Linked DNA regions of Podarcis muralis: region 2 is linked to region 1. The links are chromatin contacts, called in public Hi-C maps. All regions are on one chromosome and are shown on one strand. Each heading gives the region's core, a stretch centred on a gene start, on an enhancer-like site or on the middle of the called end of the contact. The rest is flanking DNA. Distances are from core to core; before and after follow the strand shown. Region 1 holds the start of TTPAL (alpha tocopherol transfer protein like). Region 2 holds the start of FITM2 (fat storage inducing transmembrane protein 2).

What was found. A called contact is a pair of places that touch in the nucleus more often than the background predicts.
Region 2: a contact with region 1 is called in a Hi-C map of blood, with 2.7 times the contacts expected there. The contact joins the promoter of FITM2 here to the promoter of TTPAL in region 1. A contact is called at or near these places in 2 of 3 Hi-C or Micro-C datasets (blood and tail).

Annotation. Positions count from the first base shown.
Region 1 is chr5:79,753,042-79,755,794 of rPodMur119.hap1.1, reverse strand. TTPAL (alpha tocopherol transfer protein like) reads left to right here and starts at 1,378. Exons shown (of 5, transcript XM_028735068.2): 1 at 1,378-1,476.
Region 2 is chr5:79,891,045-79,893,797 of rPodMur119.hap1.1, reverse strand. FITM2 (fat storage inducing transmembrane protein 2) reads right to left here and starts at 1,326. Exons shown (of 2, transcript XM_028735077.2): 1 at 1,045-1,326. The coding sequence starts at 1,217.

The sequences.
Region 1 (2,753 bases), core at 129-2,628:
ACGACACGTCCGGATTTTCCCAGACATTTTCTGCAATTTCCGCCCAGACACAGCCAAATACCGTCTATGTCCGGGAAATTCCAGATGCACAGCAGCCCTATCTAAGGAAGCTTAAGCTCCAGGGCCCCTAATCCACTGTCCACATCACTTAACAAAATCAAACTGATTATTTTTTGATTGAATATAATTCAACAACCCCGATGTTTGAGAGTCGGTAGCACAGATGTTGCAAAGGTGGAATGTCACGGTCAGTTGGCTGTTCTGCTAAAGAGCGCTTAAATCCTTTATGTATATTGTCTCTAGAAAATGACATCGCAGGAACGCTCTCAAATGGTGAAACTGTACTTGAATATGTTGCTAGGAAAAACCAGATAAAGAGTATTTTGTAAAATGTGCTTCATGTAGTATGAGATAATCCAATACAATCTGAAATGTAGTTAATTTAAGAAATAAATAAATTGTGGTGACATGACATGGGACAGCCCCATTGAAGATAACAGTGGCTGCTCAGACCTTGTTGCAACAGTTCAAGCTTCAGGGCATGGGCGTTGCCAGGGGGGTCAAATAAATAAATTTAAAAAATACTTAACTAATTGAGGTTCTGCCCCCACCCCAACATACCGTAAATCCTGGCTACACCCATGCTTCAGGGACCCAAAATTGTAGGTCTGCCACTGACTCCAGATGTTTCACACCACAATCTGATGGGCCAGATGTTCTGGAGTTGTGGTCTAAAACAACTGGGTTGGAGAGGAATGCGTTAAGGGGTAATGAAAACAAGCACTGAGCCTTAATGTAAGAAGAGAAGCTTCCTTTTGCATAACACCTTATTGGGTCCAAGCATATTGCATGATTACATTAAAAGCCTTAGTGTTTGGGGCAGAGCAGGTGAGGGCATTTCAAAGCCCTGCCGCAGAATCCGGACAACAGATCTAATCCTGCCCTTAAATTAACTTTTTAAAGGTGCAAAGTACAAAGACGAGCAAACACACTAAAAGTGCCCTGGAGGAGTCTTTCCTGAATTGCCCTTTGGCCAGTTTCTTTTCTGCTTTTTTTTTTTTTAATAATAAAATAAAATAGATAGAAAGCAGGGTCATTTCAAAGCACTTGCGATCTTTTTTTTAAAAAAAGACAAAACCCTACCTCTTCTTTAACTCTACCTTATTAGAGCTTGGATTCCCGTCCTTTCCTCTACCCTCCCTTGACCCTGCGCAAGGTGGATTCTAAGCCCTGACATACACCGGGAACCGGAATTACGGCTCCGAACCAACAGACTGCGACCCTTTACTCCGCAACTGCACCGCCATCCAGGAATTCCGCGCATGCCCAGTCTAGTTTACCCTCCGCCCACCCGCGCGTTCTTAGGTTAACTCAGGGCGGGCCGAGGTTTGTGATGTCACGCGAGTGCTTCCGGGTCGCGAGCGGGTTTTCTTCCTGGAAAGTGTCCCTTCAGTTTCAAGTGGAGCTGGAGCTGCGGTGAGGGGACGGGGACGGGGAGACCGGAGGGCGGGAGGGAGGTGTTGGCGTCTGCTGCTGCCCCTCCTGAGGTGGGAGCCCGGGGAGGCCTGGCGGGCGGTGGCCGGGCTCCAGCCGAGGACTTGGGCTGCCTCCTGGACGTCGCTTCGGCAAAAGCCGCGCGCGGTTTCCCAGGGAACTGGAGGCTTCCTAAGGTTACTCGTGAGGAGGGAGAGTTTTTCTTCCCTCGGGTGGGAGCGGGGGAAAGGCTGCCCAGCGAAACTGGCAGGCGATTCAAGACCAGTAACTAGCCCGGATCCAGCCAATTACCTGGGTTCCATTGAAACATATGGGCATAGCTGCCAACTTTTCCCTTTTCTTGCGAGGAATCCTATTCGGAATAAGGGATTTTCCAAGAAATCCCAACTTTAATGGAGTGGCAGACAAAAATGTTTGAATACATAGAATTGGCGAGATTGACTTTATAAGATTCGGAACCAAAGTTCAAAAAGGATTGGAGTAAATTTGTTGAATGTATACGGAGTAATTGTAAGAATTTAAAAACTGTAGCAGGGTTAATGTAAATCTTGTGGTGTGGATGGAGTGTAAATAAGAAACTGTAAGAAAAGATTTGAGACATGAAAACCGTTGAAGGGATGGAAGGAAGTCCGGGCGCAATAAGGCGCAGGGTAAATAAGAAGACATACAAATTTTTGAATGTAAGAGTATTTATTTTATTTGTTGTTGATACAAAAAAGCAATAAAAAGTATTTGGAGGGGGGAAATGGAATAAGGGATTTTCCCTTTAAAAAAGGGAAACGTTGACAGCTATGCATATGGGGCTTGGGAGTCGCTCTTCGCTTTATTTTGCGTTCAGTGGGGTCAGAAGTGTGGCTGGCATGGCCTGGATCCAGCCTGCTTTGTACGAAATTGCGAGGAGAGATGTGCTTTCAGAGAAGGTGGCGGTGGGCATGCCGTACATCTAGTGCCAGATTTACAAGCTAAACAAGCTATAGCTTAGGGCCCCACTCTCTTGGGGGGGACCCAAAAAAATAAATGGGGAAAAACCTGGATGTACATTTCCAAAATAGAAGATAAAAAACAAATAAAATAAAACCTACATACAGCAACCTATTAGGTCCATAAATTACCATATAGCATATATTCAACACAAAAAAGTGACAATTTGTTGTTGACAAAGGACAGCTGGACATATAAAGAGCCCCATTACCTTCAGTAGCTTAGAGCCTCATCAAACCTAAATCCGGCCCTAGTCTGGATCTAGTCAGATGTGTACG
Region 2 (2,753 bases), core at 77-2,576, 140 kb before region 1:
GGGAGAAAAGCCCTTCTCCGCACCGCCAGCCTGGCAAGCGGTTTCCCTAGGAACGCATTAATTGATTTTCAATGCATTCCTATGGGAAACCGTGCTTCGCAAGACGAAAAACTCGCAAGAAGAAAAAACTTGCGGAACGAATGAATTTCGTCTTGCGAGGCACCACTGTATGTTGCGACTGTTGTTGTTTTCCTTTCCTTTCCTTCCTTTGGATGTTACCATGGCCTTTGGCTAGCATAATAAACCCCAATAAAATTTATTTATTGAAATCTGAAAATTCAAAATGAACTATTTCTCAGAAATTAAATTAGTTCAAAGGAAGCTAAAGGTATCTAGGAGGAGCAAGCTGAGAAACAGATCAAGAATGACCTGCAGCAAGAGGGACATCTGCAAGAGGGTCCAGCATCCCAGCTAATGCTTCTAAATTTGGGCTGGAGTTTAGTGGCAGAGCACATGCATGCAGAAGTTCCCAAGTTCAATCTGCACCATCTCCAGGTGGGGCTGGAAAAGACCCTTGTCCAAAACCTGGAGAGCTACTGAAAAGGAAACCCTGGATGTTGCTGGGCTACAACATCTGGAGGGCCAAAGTCATGGATGCGCTAGATGGACTCAACTTCCTAAATGCACGTGGCCAGGAGAGAATCCACTACCATCACGAAAATTACTGGCTCCTGCCACACCTAGAAAGATAATCCGCTTAATCAAGACAGCACGCTTTCTCCACATCTGGGATTAGGCAAGCGGTTACTGCATTTATTGCTTTTTGCTTCACTGCTGGCTACATGGCTTCTCGCCCTAATAAAATCAAACCCCAGTAAACAAAAGCCGCTTTTTCTGACAGGGTCTCACCCTTATTTGCAGAAGGGCAACAACCTCCTCATGCAACAGCTCCTGGTAAGATACGCCCCCTACCCTGCCCTCCCTTCAGATTCCCCCCCCCAAGGTTAAAGTGCCCCCCATGTCAAGCTGCCCCATCCTCTCAGCCCCCTCCCCTCCCTGTCAATCAACGCCAGGCCCCTCCTCCTTCTCCTCACATCCCCTCACATGTTAAGCAGGTTGCGCTTGTTGCTCATGTAGGTCTCCGGCAGCGGCGCCCACTCCTTGATGACGCAGCCGCCCAGCATGAGGCCCAGCAGCCCCAAAGGCATCGTCCTCCGCGCCGCGTCGCGCACCAGGTAAGGGCGCAAGAAGCGCGCCGAACGGTCCATGTACTCCATCGCCAAGGCTCCGAGGAGGACTCGACGCCGCTGCAGAGGGCGGCCAGCCGGTGACCGCCGGCCAAGAGGACGCCCGGCCGACGTGCTGCGTCACAGCCTCGCGTCGCTCGGGCCCCGCCCCGCCGCAAGTGGGCCTGTCCTTTTCTCTCCCCCAACTGCGCAGGCGCCTTCTCGGGCGGCGCGTGCAGCGGCCTCGCGCGCGCGGCGAAGTCCTCCTAACCGTCACTTTAGGCGCCTCCCGTCTGCGCCTGCGCAGGGCGCTGAATAACCTTGGCCTGATTTCGTCACGCTTAGGTGTTCACTTCAGTTAAGATTTAGGTGGAGGTTATTGTTGAGTAAGCATGTAAAGGAGGAGCAGGCTTCTCTAATAAATAAATGAATTTTAAAAAGGAAGAGTAGGAGAGGTTGCACTCTTAACATGCACAATTGCCTGTGTGCACAAAAGTGTTTGCTTTGCGCAGTTGCCTCACCCCAGTTGCCCACTCTTGCTTAATGTTAGGGCCGGCCCTGAGTGAGCGAAATCATGTGTCGAAATGATTGGCGGCAATCATTGTGTAGAAGGAGGGGCTTTTGTTAGGTGAAGGTTTATTCGGCCTGCTCCCAGGTGTTGTTAGCCAAGTTGCAAAGTCCCAAAAGCTTCACTTTCTGAAATCCCCTTTTCCACGCTACTCTTGACAGCTGTTCTCCTTTGCATCAACCTAATCTCCACATTGATGGAGATGTTCAATGCACAATTAACTGTGTGACAAGCTACACCTGTTGAATTTTCCTCTTCCCGTCTTTGGCATCTGGCCACTCAACTGGACATTAACCATGGAGCATGAAGTCCTTACGGATTTTTCCTCAAAATGTTTGTTCAATGCGCTATGGCTATGCAGAAGCAGATGCAACGTGAGGAAAATGTATTAGGAGTTAGATAATAATAATAATAATAATAATAATAATAATAATAATAATAATAATTATTATTATTATTATTATTATTATTTATTATTATTTGTACCCCGCCCATCTGGCTGGGTTTCCCCAGCCACTCTGGGCGGCTTCCAACAAAGATAAAAAATACACTAAAATGTCACATATTAAAAACTTCCCTGAACAGGGCTGCCTTCAGATGTCTTCTGAATGTCAGGTAGTTGTTTAGGTATGTCCCTGCCAATATCAGTGGTGCATCCACACTTCAATGCATTTCACAAAATTATAAATGCAGTGGTACCTCAGGTTACGTACTTAATTCGTTCCGGAGATCAGTTCTTAACCTGAAACTGTTCTTAACCTGAAGCACCACTTTAGCTAATGGGGCCTCCTGCTGCTGCCGTGCCGCCAGAGCACGATTTCTGTTCTCATCCTGAAGCAAAGTTCTTAACTCGAGGTAATATTTCTGGGTTAGTGGAGCCTGTAACCTGAAGTGTATGTAACCTGAGGTACCACTGTACCAAGCTAGAAAGAGCACAGAGCAGAACGACAAAAGCTGGAAAGGACACAGAATAATGTATGCATGCACACCAATTTTCCACAGAGGGGCAGCACATGATT